Regions from separate parts of the Gossypium hirsutum genome. Here regions 1 and 2 are each linked to region 3. The links are chromatin contacts, called in public Hi-C maps. All regions are on one chromosome and are shown on one strand. The core of a region is the stretch at or near the end of the contact, and the rest is flanking DNA. Distances in the headings are between cores, read along the strand shown. Region 1 holds the start of LOC107953403. Region 2 has its middle 13 kb from the start of LOC107956543. Region 3 holds the start of LOC107953412 (methylesterase 3).

Evidence for each region. Hi-C and Micro-C count contacts between places; a contact is called where the count stands out from the background.
Region 1: a Hi-C map of leaf shows a contact between it and region 3, with 2.1 times the contacts expected there. The contact joins the promoter of LOC107953403 here to the promoter of LOC107953412 in region 3. A contact is called at or near these places in 7 of 34 Hi-C or Micro-C datasets (callus, leaf and seedling).
Region 2: a Hi-C map of leaf shows a contact between it and region 3, with 2.6 times the contacts expected there. The contact joins the enhancer-like site here to the promoter of LOC107953412 in region 3. A contact is called at or near these places in 5 of 34 Hi-C or Micro-C datasets (all in leaf).

What each region holds. Positions count from the first base shown.
Region 1 is chrD12:3,228,069-3,231,085 of Gossypium_hirsutum_v2.1, forward strand. It overlaps LOC107953403, which reads left to right and starts at 1,492. Exons shown (of 6, transcript XM_016888709.2): 1 at 1,492-1,807; 2 at 2,361-2,596; 3 at 2,679-2,937. The coding sequence starts at 1,778.
Region 2 is chrD12:3,325,296-3,328,225 of Gossypium_hirsutum_v2.1, forward strand. It overlaps the pseudogene LOC107953407. Among protein-coding and RNA genes, the nearest start is that of LOC107956543, 13 kb to the left of the region's middle. Within about 2 kb of position 1,351, at least 3 of the 9 cell types and tissues checked have an H3K27ac peak or open chromatin away from gene starts, as enhancers often do. A contact at or near this core is called in leaf, where this site is marked.
Region 3 is chrD12:3,461,827-3,464,727 of Gossypium_hirsutum_v2.1, forward strand. LOC107953412 (methylesterase 3) reads right to left here and starts at 1,532. Exons shown (of 3, transcript XM_016888717.2): 1 at 936-1,532; 2 at 725-856; 3 at 1-250. The coding sequence starts at 1,376.

The sequences.
Region 1 (3,017 bases), core at 242-2,741, 230 kb before region 3:
AAGTTGAGCTATAACTTTGTCCAGTATGAATTGAAACATATTAATCCCTACTCTATCGTGAAAGAAAGGCATTATGAGGTATCTCCCCATATCACTGGCCCTTGTAAAGCCAAGTTTAGAGCATACACTCCTAGCTTCCTCGTCCCTAACATTAGATGAAAAGAAAACTTGAGTCTTTTGCTTGTTAACACGATGACCAGCAAAATGAAAAAAGGTGTCTAAGACATGCTTGAGACAAACGTCTCCTGAGTCATCAGCTCTACAGAACAACACTAAATCATTTGTAAAAAATAGATGTGACACACCTAGCGCTCAATGAGAAAGCATTATTGGTTCCCATAGCTGCTGATCAACTGTCGCTTCAATTAAGTGGCCTAACAATTCCATACACAAAACAAAAAGATATGTTGACAGAGGATCACCTTGCCGAACACCTCTTGTTGGAATGAACGAATCAGAAATAAAACCATTCCCAAAAAGTTGCATTGAGGCAGACAAGACACATAGCATAATCGCCTGTTGTAAGCTTTTCCAAGATCAACCTTTACCACCATCTAACCCTTTTTAATCTTGGTTTGCTTCATCGTATGGATTACCTCTTGAGCTGTGATAATATTATCCGAAATGTTCTGTGAGGCAATAAAGCTCGACTAATTTTATCGAACCAGATCTTACGTAATTCTTCAAAAACGGATTACAATTGTTTTTGTAATTATTTTATAATTATTTCTTTTTTTTTTCAAAACAAATAACTTGATTAATTTAATTCCCAATATATATTTATGGCAAATTAACTCTTAATACTACTAGTCTAGTTAATTAATGATAACACTCATCAATCGAATTCCAACTCATGGAAAATTATAAAAAAAAAAGAAGCATTATTACCAAAGCTCTATTTTGTTTTAATTTTATCATAAATTTAGTATTTTATTCTTTTAACCATCTGCTTAAAATGACATGATTAACTTATTAAATTTTAAATAACCCATTGCTTTGTCCAAGGATAATATTGTTTTTTTTATACAAATTTTCCCTTTTTTTTAATTCAAGATTTTCATCCATGATTATATATATATGATTGACTCCCTCCATAATTTAATAAATACGTCGCAGTTGTGTAAAAAATTAATATATTTAATAATTTTTATTATAATTAATAAAAAAAAACAAAATGTACATAATGCATGAGAAATTGAGGGATCTAAATCAAGTACACATCTGATCACAATATTATAAAGAGAAAGCGAAGGAATGGAAAGGTATGTGAGACCATAATTTATTACAAGGTTAAAAAAGCTTGCTTTTGTTAATGAAAAAGAATTAAAGTAACATTTTTTAAACAAATGGTCCTTTTATAAAAAGCATAAGTCCGTTACCAACAAGTCATCATCACATAATTAAAACGGAACCTGTCCACAAAACGCCATCGTTTTGTGCTTGCTCCGTACTCGCAGCTACGATTATTAAAAAGGGGTTATGTGACTGTAAAGGATGTGCAGAAAGCAAAGCAGAGTGAGCGTTGCTTCAGAAACGGGATTTAGGAACAAACAAACAGCCTTCAATCATTTTGTTCTAATCTCCGCCATAATTAATCTCATTCCTTTTCTACTTTCATTTAAAATCAAAATAAAGAATTCCAGTTTTGTTTGAAAGATAAGAAAGATCAAAGCTATTAGCTTCTTCCCTTTTTATCATTTGAGTGAACAACAAAATCCCATTGATAAAGGAGTTGCCAATGCCATTTGATTGCTTTACTTTTTGAGCTCTCATAGTCATGGCCGACGATCTCTGTTTCTTCACCAAGGTCAGTTCCCCCCCCCCCTTTTCCCTTTTGTAGGAGTGTGTTTTTTTGGGGGGTTTCATTGTCGTTATCTTGAGTGAGATTAAAGATTCTATTAATTATTTCATTTTTCATATTTTAGTGTCATGCGAATATACTGATCTATTTTTCCGTGCACACGCACAGAAAACTGATCTTTGTATTGTAAACCCATATCTTGAGCGGGGCTTGTTTTCTATCGTCAATTCACAATACCCAGATTTCATTTTCATGAAAGATATGTTCTTTGATATTTATGTGCATGTTGGTTTATTTATTTACGTTAAACGTGATTAATCAATTAATTCTAATTGCATATTAAATTAAACCAATTAATGTATTGCTCAACTCACAGCTGAGTCTTCTAGCTAAATCAGATCAGAGTTCAGTTCAGTGCTATAAGAATGCCCACATCATCTCTTTCACAAGCTCCATTTAATGACTTATCAATAACAAAGTTCTGCTTTGTTTTATCTTTTTTTTTTTGCTTTATTGGTATAATTTGTTATTAATATCTGGCAGATTCATTGAATTTCAGGATTCTTTCATCCTAAAGTCGTCAAAGAAGTCTCCATTGGTGTTGAGGACGGTTGTATTGTTTTTTGTAATGGTTTGTGGAGTGTATATCTGCACGATTTGTTTGAAGCAAATAAGCACTGGCAGCACCACTGAATTTTTGAATTTTAGAGTGGTCCAAAAGCCCTGTCCAGAACCTAATATTGAGCCATGGGAAATTCCTTACGTACACTATCCGAACCCCAAAACTTATAGCAGGTAAGAGAATGATTTTAGTCCTCCTAAGTTTGGTTTCAGTTTTCAGATATAAATATGGGATTAATTTTTTGTGTGTGATTAGGGCTGAATGTGCGTGCAACCCAGTCCAGTATTTTGCCATTATGTCAATGCAGAGATCCGGGAGTGGATGGTTCGAGACATTATTGAACAATCATACTAACATAAGCTCAAATGGGGAGATATTTTCTGTCAAAGTTAGGAGGAGTAATGTGTCAACAATTTTTGAGACTTTGGACAAAATTTATAACCTAGACTGGATGAGTAGTGCCTCAAAAAATGAGTGCACAGCTGCAGTTGGCTTGAAGTGGATGCTTAATCAGGTGAGCACCTCATGGGTGAAACGCGATTTCTAAAGTTTAACTGCTAATTGCAAATATTTCTATGGCAGAAATACACTGAA
Region 2 (2,930 bases), core at 101-2,600, 140 kb before region 3:
CCTTCCCATTGCATGTATTCCAATTAGGATTCGGGTGTTTTGATCGACCCGATGACCGCTCGGAAGAAAGTCCTGCTTTGTACATGTTCTGAATTCGAACGGAACCGGTGGATGTAGTCTTAGGGTTTCGCACAACGCTGCATGAAGATATGTTAGCTTACTCAACTCGTCGTAGTTGGATGGTATTTGCAAGCCCCCCTCTACTTGTGTCATTGATAAGTGTCTCTTTATTTCTTCTCTGATCTTGTTTTCAACCATGGGTGCCTTGGAGATGAGATAAAAGAACCAAGTGAGAGTTAAATTGTAAGTACCATCACTGGCAAACAAAAAATGTACAAGGTTGTCTCTTATAAGACTGTCTTTTGGTGTTGGGCCTGTTATCTCATGTCCTGTCAGGTAACAGTTCAAGAAATTGAAATCATTCTCTTCATTTGAGCCTGAGGATGCCACTGATTTCTTGGATTTGTGGCGTTGGGTCGATATAAATTGTGTTAAAAGATCATCGAAAGCCTTCCAAGCATCACTCCGTTTCTTCTCTTTTCCAATCTGAAGCCAACTCTGCAACTTCCAAAGACTGTCAGGCATTACATATCTGTAAAAAGCTGCCTCAAAAGTATCACTCACGGCTTCGTGGAATCGATTCTCAGGGAATTCAATGGAGAGCAGCCCAGGGTTGAAGCCCACGCCCATTATGCAACCAATGTCAAACGCATGCCTTACCAACAAATCTTGCAAGTTCACCACCATCTCTCGTCCAGAAACATATTCAAGAACTTTAACAAGCGCTTCCTCTATACTTGATGGAGAACCTTTGAAAGTGATTGCCGGAACTGAGGGTGATTCAAGAAAGCATGGAAAGCTCTGCGGTGACGTTTCCATGCCTCACCGTCGGAATTGAAAAGTGCTTCGCCGAAGATATCAAACTGCTTCAGCCATTCAGGACCTTTCAAATAAACAGAACTGTTGGAGCTCAATATAGAACGCACATTCTCGGGATCCGAGGTAGCTAAGTAGCTAGTGTTAGTAAACCAAAGTCCTGTATAAAAGAAGGTGCCACTGCTTCGTCTGAGGGTTTGGGCATCTTTATCGTGAGGGCGATGGATGTTAAGAAGTAACGTGGGAATCATCCCAACAAGTGGCCAGTTTCGAGGGAGGCCATTGTTGTCTACGAAATGATAGAGAAAACAAAGAAAAATTATTCCAAAAACCATAAATCCAAGATATACAAACAGTACTGCCATCATGTTCTTAGAAAGAGTTTAAGCTGCTTAGGACATATACTCAGTCACCAGTCGGGACACTATATATAGATTTAGCATTTAGCCTTCGTCTTCTTCTCTACAAGTCACAATCAGAACAGCTTATATTGTCTTTGAAATGAAAAATTCCCATTTATATCATATTGTCAAAGTAGCCATAATACTACTCACCCAAAATAGTATATAATATTATAAAGATCAATATCATGCTTTTATGAAACACGGAAATATTTACTAGGGAAGAACATACCAATGTGGGAAACCATAAAGTTCAACGAAAATTTAAATTAAAAAATTTCTGTTAAAATGAAAAAATATTTAAGATTTATATATATATTACGTTTTCAATATAATTTTGGATAATTATTTGATATAAATACAATATCTCATAAAGTGTTTTAATTTCAATATTAAATCCACTCCAATTAATTTTTTTTTGTAACACCCCTGACTTGACTTAGGAGTTTCGACAAAGTCAAAAGCGTTACATTCAATCACCGAGGTGATCCTGTAAGAACATTCTTTTTACTTGAGTTGATTTATGTGAATATCATTTTTTTTAGAAAAAACATTCATTAATTTAAACCAGCTTTACTTATCAATTCAATTACAATATTGTTGAGGTGTAATTTTGAAAAAACGATTAGGTTTTAAAGAGTTTTTATCAAAACATTTAAGTATTTATAAAGTAACGGAAAAACATTTTAAAGTAATGGTTTTCTATATCGAAAAGCATGCAAATATCAGATTTTTTTTAACCAGATGTCATGCTTTAAAATAAATAAGTTAAAGAATTTCAAATGTCCATTACAGAAAACAAGAAAATACTTAATAATTTCAATCCCAAAATTAAATAATTAAAGATAGCTTTAATAGAATCTTTTAATATAACGACAAAGGAAAATGAGTTGCTAGTCCGAGCCCCTCTGATGCCATTTCGAGTTCTAGTTTTCTGTGCTACTTGAGAGGTAAGGAAAAGGGGGAGTAAGCATACGACAGCTCAATGTGAGACTAATCTTAAATCATTATATATAATCATGCAAACAGTAAACTATTTAATTTATAGCATAAATAACAATTTAAGCATGATATAAGGAACAAATATTAAATCAATGCATATGTAGAATATATTTATGATGTAATGCAAATACAAATTTCCCATCCAGTCCATCCTAACCGCCCTTGGGCAATGCTTGACACACCATCTCACATAAAAAATTGACCATCCCTGATTTGTGTTTCAGATGACGATGACCATTCACTTGACAAAAAGTACACTATAATATCATAATCGTATAATTATCATACATTCGTAATTTACTTATATATAACAATTGATATACTATATGTAGTTAAACACGTATTGTTTGTGACCACTCCTCTTGAAAATCCAGGTTAGCCAATCCCAAAAGCTTTGGATCATAGAATTGTTAACCCAAGAAAGATCTAACATTTGCCATAAATCTATTTCTGCAGGACAAAACCGAAAGACATGGGATACATCCTCTTCCCCAGATCTGCACCGAGGGCATACAGTATCATCAGCAACTCGTTTAGATCTCAAATTGACTAAAGTAGGCAGATAATTCCAGGAGACTCTCCAAATTGTAATTATAATCTTAGAGGGTAGCTGTAGATTCCATAGTTTTTTAAAGAAATTTTTCCCATCGG
Region 3 (2,901 bases), core at 282-2,781:
TAGAAAGTTGGATAGGCTTGGACATCATCACCATATGATCGGACCCTTTGATCACTTCAACTTGACGGGGTGGGTTTTCCCGGATCATCCACCCTACAAAATCCTCCTTGGAGACCAAATCCTTTTCCGAAATTATAAAAACCCGATTAACCGACCCGTATTTCTTCTGAGAGAGTACTACTTCTCTTGACATGTCTTCAGCACTATACAACCGTATTGGCCTCATCAACATACTTGCCAATGCAGAATCCTGCAATTAAATTTTTATTCATACATTTCTTTTAGATTTTATAAATAGATTTAAGATGTGACAAGTATTTTATATAATGCAGAATTTCATTAAATTCATGTACATTACGATGTCATTTTCTTAGTTACATGGTTATAGATGAGTTTCGGAATCTCACACCAATAAATTTAATAAAAAAGCTTAAAACATGCATTTTGAAATTAGAAAGAAAAGAGACTAAAAATTAGGGGCGGTTCATCTAAAATTAATAGTCCTTGTTTTAATCATTTTCATTCTTACAAAATATTTTTAATGAAAACAATAAAAATATTTTTTTTTTATTTTTTTCTAATTTTTTACATATATTTTTTTATTTTCTATTAAAAAAGATTATTATCTCTAAATTCTAAAATTTTAAATAGTATATGAATTTTTACCGGAATTACCAAGTAATTTATTAAAAACTCAGCCGAAGCAGTAATGAGAGAATCGTACCTCAGGTGGGCTGAGCTGGTAGACTTTAGAAGAGAGGAACATTGGACCAAAAGTGAAGGTGGTTGGAGGGCTGCTAGGCCCATCATCGTATGTATAATGGTTGTCCATTTGGGAATCTTGATCACGTAATGCCTTTCAACAAAAACAAACTAGTTTCTTTTCAATAATTTATTCAATAATAAAAGGGATCATTGCATCATTGCATGCGTACCTTCTGAATGAGAATGGAAACGTTGAGTGTTGGACCAGGCATGGAGGCTGTCACAAAAACTGCTACAGCGACTTTTTCCGGAAACATTTCCATTGCTTGAGAGATGGCCAAACCGCCTAAACTGTGACCAACAAGCACCACTTTTTCTTCATCGGGTAACGATGCCATGAATTCCCTCAAGGGCTTTATGTAATCAGAGATCGATCTCAGAGTGTTGACTTGCTGTGGATCAACCCCTGACCCACCCAGGTCTAAGGCGGTAACATTGTGGCCACCTGATTTTAGCAGTGGCACCACCTTGTACCATGACCAAGCGCCATGGCAAGACCCATGAACCAGCACAAAGTGCTTTGGTGGCTCCGATGATGTTCCCGGCACCTTGGATAGAAGGTGGCAAATTAAAAGTGAAACTAAGAGCATGAGCTTCCAAATCTGATACATGTTGTTAGGTTGGGTGTTGGGTATTATCTGGTTATGGACAAAGCTCTTCACTTGAAACTTTGGTTGAATGCAATATTATAAATCATTCAGTTGGAATGTCAAATTAACTAGAAAAAATAGTATATTAATATGGGTTTATAAATCATTTGTGTCAGTTTTTTTTTTCTTCTCATTTTCAATGAAGTGCATGGGGACCAAAACAACGATATGAAGATGGGTTTCTCTCTTTCGATTTTGCGGTTGACTCCAAAGTGGAGAAATATATTCTAGATAGGGTGTAAATGAACATTTACATTTGTTTATTAAGTTAAATAAACGAGTATGAACAAAATTTTTATATTCGTTTAATAAACGAACAAACACGAATTGAGGTGTGTTCGGTTCGTTTATGTTCACGAACAAACTCGTTTATAAGCTTGTTTATTAACTCGTTTATGACTCGTTTATTTATTAATGATATTTTCTTATAAAAATTATCTTAGTATATATTAATAAAATTATCTTAGTTTGTATTGTTTTTATTTATAATATAATTATTAATATTTATATTTAACTATTTTATATCTAAACAATATGTGTGTGTATGTATTTATTGTTTGTTTGTTTGTTTGTTATTTATTAACATTGCTCGTGAACATGTTCAATTATATGTTCGTGAACATGTTTGATTAAGTTAAATGAACATGTTCGTGACCATTAAACAAATGAACATGAATAGATGTTTGTTTGTTCAAACTCGGTTCATTTACAACCCTAATTCTGAAAATCACTTTAGTGGGGAAAACTCTGTTAGACGGGGGCTAAAATCAGGACTGATTTTCTGTACTCTTAAAAAATGGTTGGCCGGTGGATAACACCCACAAGATGGGCATAAATCCATACATTTTTACTTTAAATTTAAAAATACAAGATGAAAGTGTTTAAGTTGTGCCCCAAGGTCAGTCCTTGACTAAAATTCTTATGGGAAAGGTTTAATCAGTGGTTGTTCCATCTCTGAGTAAGTCTTACGGTTCTGCATGTTAAGTTTTGAAAGAGTAAATTTGTAAGGGGTATACGAACAATAAGTTGTTAGTATAAGGTCTTGCATGGGGTTATCTACGATTTAGATGTCATGAAATTTGTGTGCATGAGGGTTGTAATAGTGAATATATGTTCTTTAAACAATTGTTGTTGCTGGTTTGAGAAGGATGTCTGGGTTGAAGCTTCGAGCTACAATGGGTGAGTATCATGTGAGTCCGTAATGTCGACTCCTACAAATTCTTCTAGATAGACTCTTGTAATTGATGTTCCAATAACGATGCATGAGTACTTAAATGATTGTTGAAAAAAAATATAATCTTAGTATAATGTTCTTGTGAGTTAAGTATGTAATGATTTGTATGTGTGGGTGTAAGTGATTCTCTGAAGCAATTATGTGTGTGAGTGTGTGCTTGGGACGCATATTGTGATACATGTTTGTGTTTATGTGTGTGAAACGTGTATTGAAGTCTGATTTGATTAAGAAAATGAGTATAGCCTACTTGAG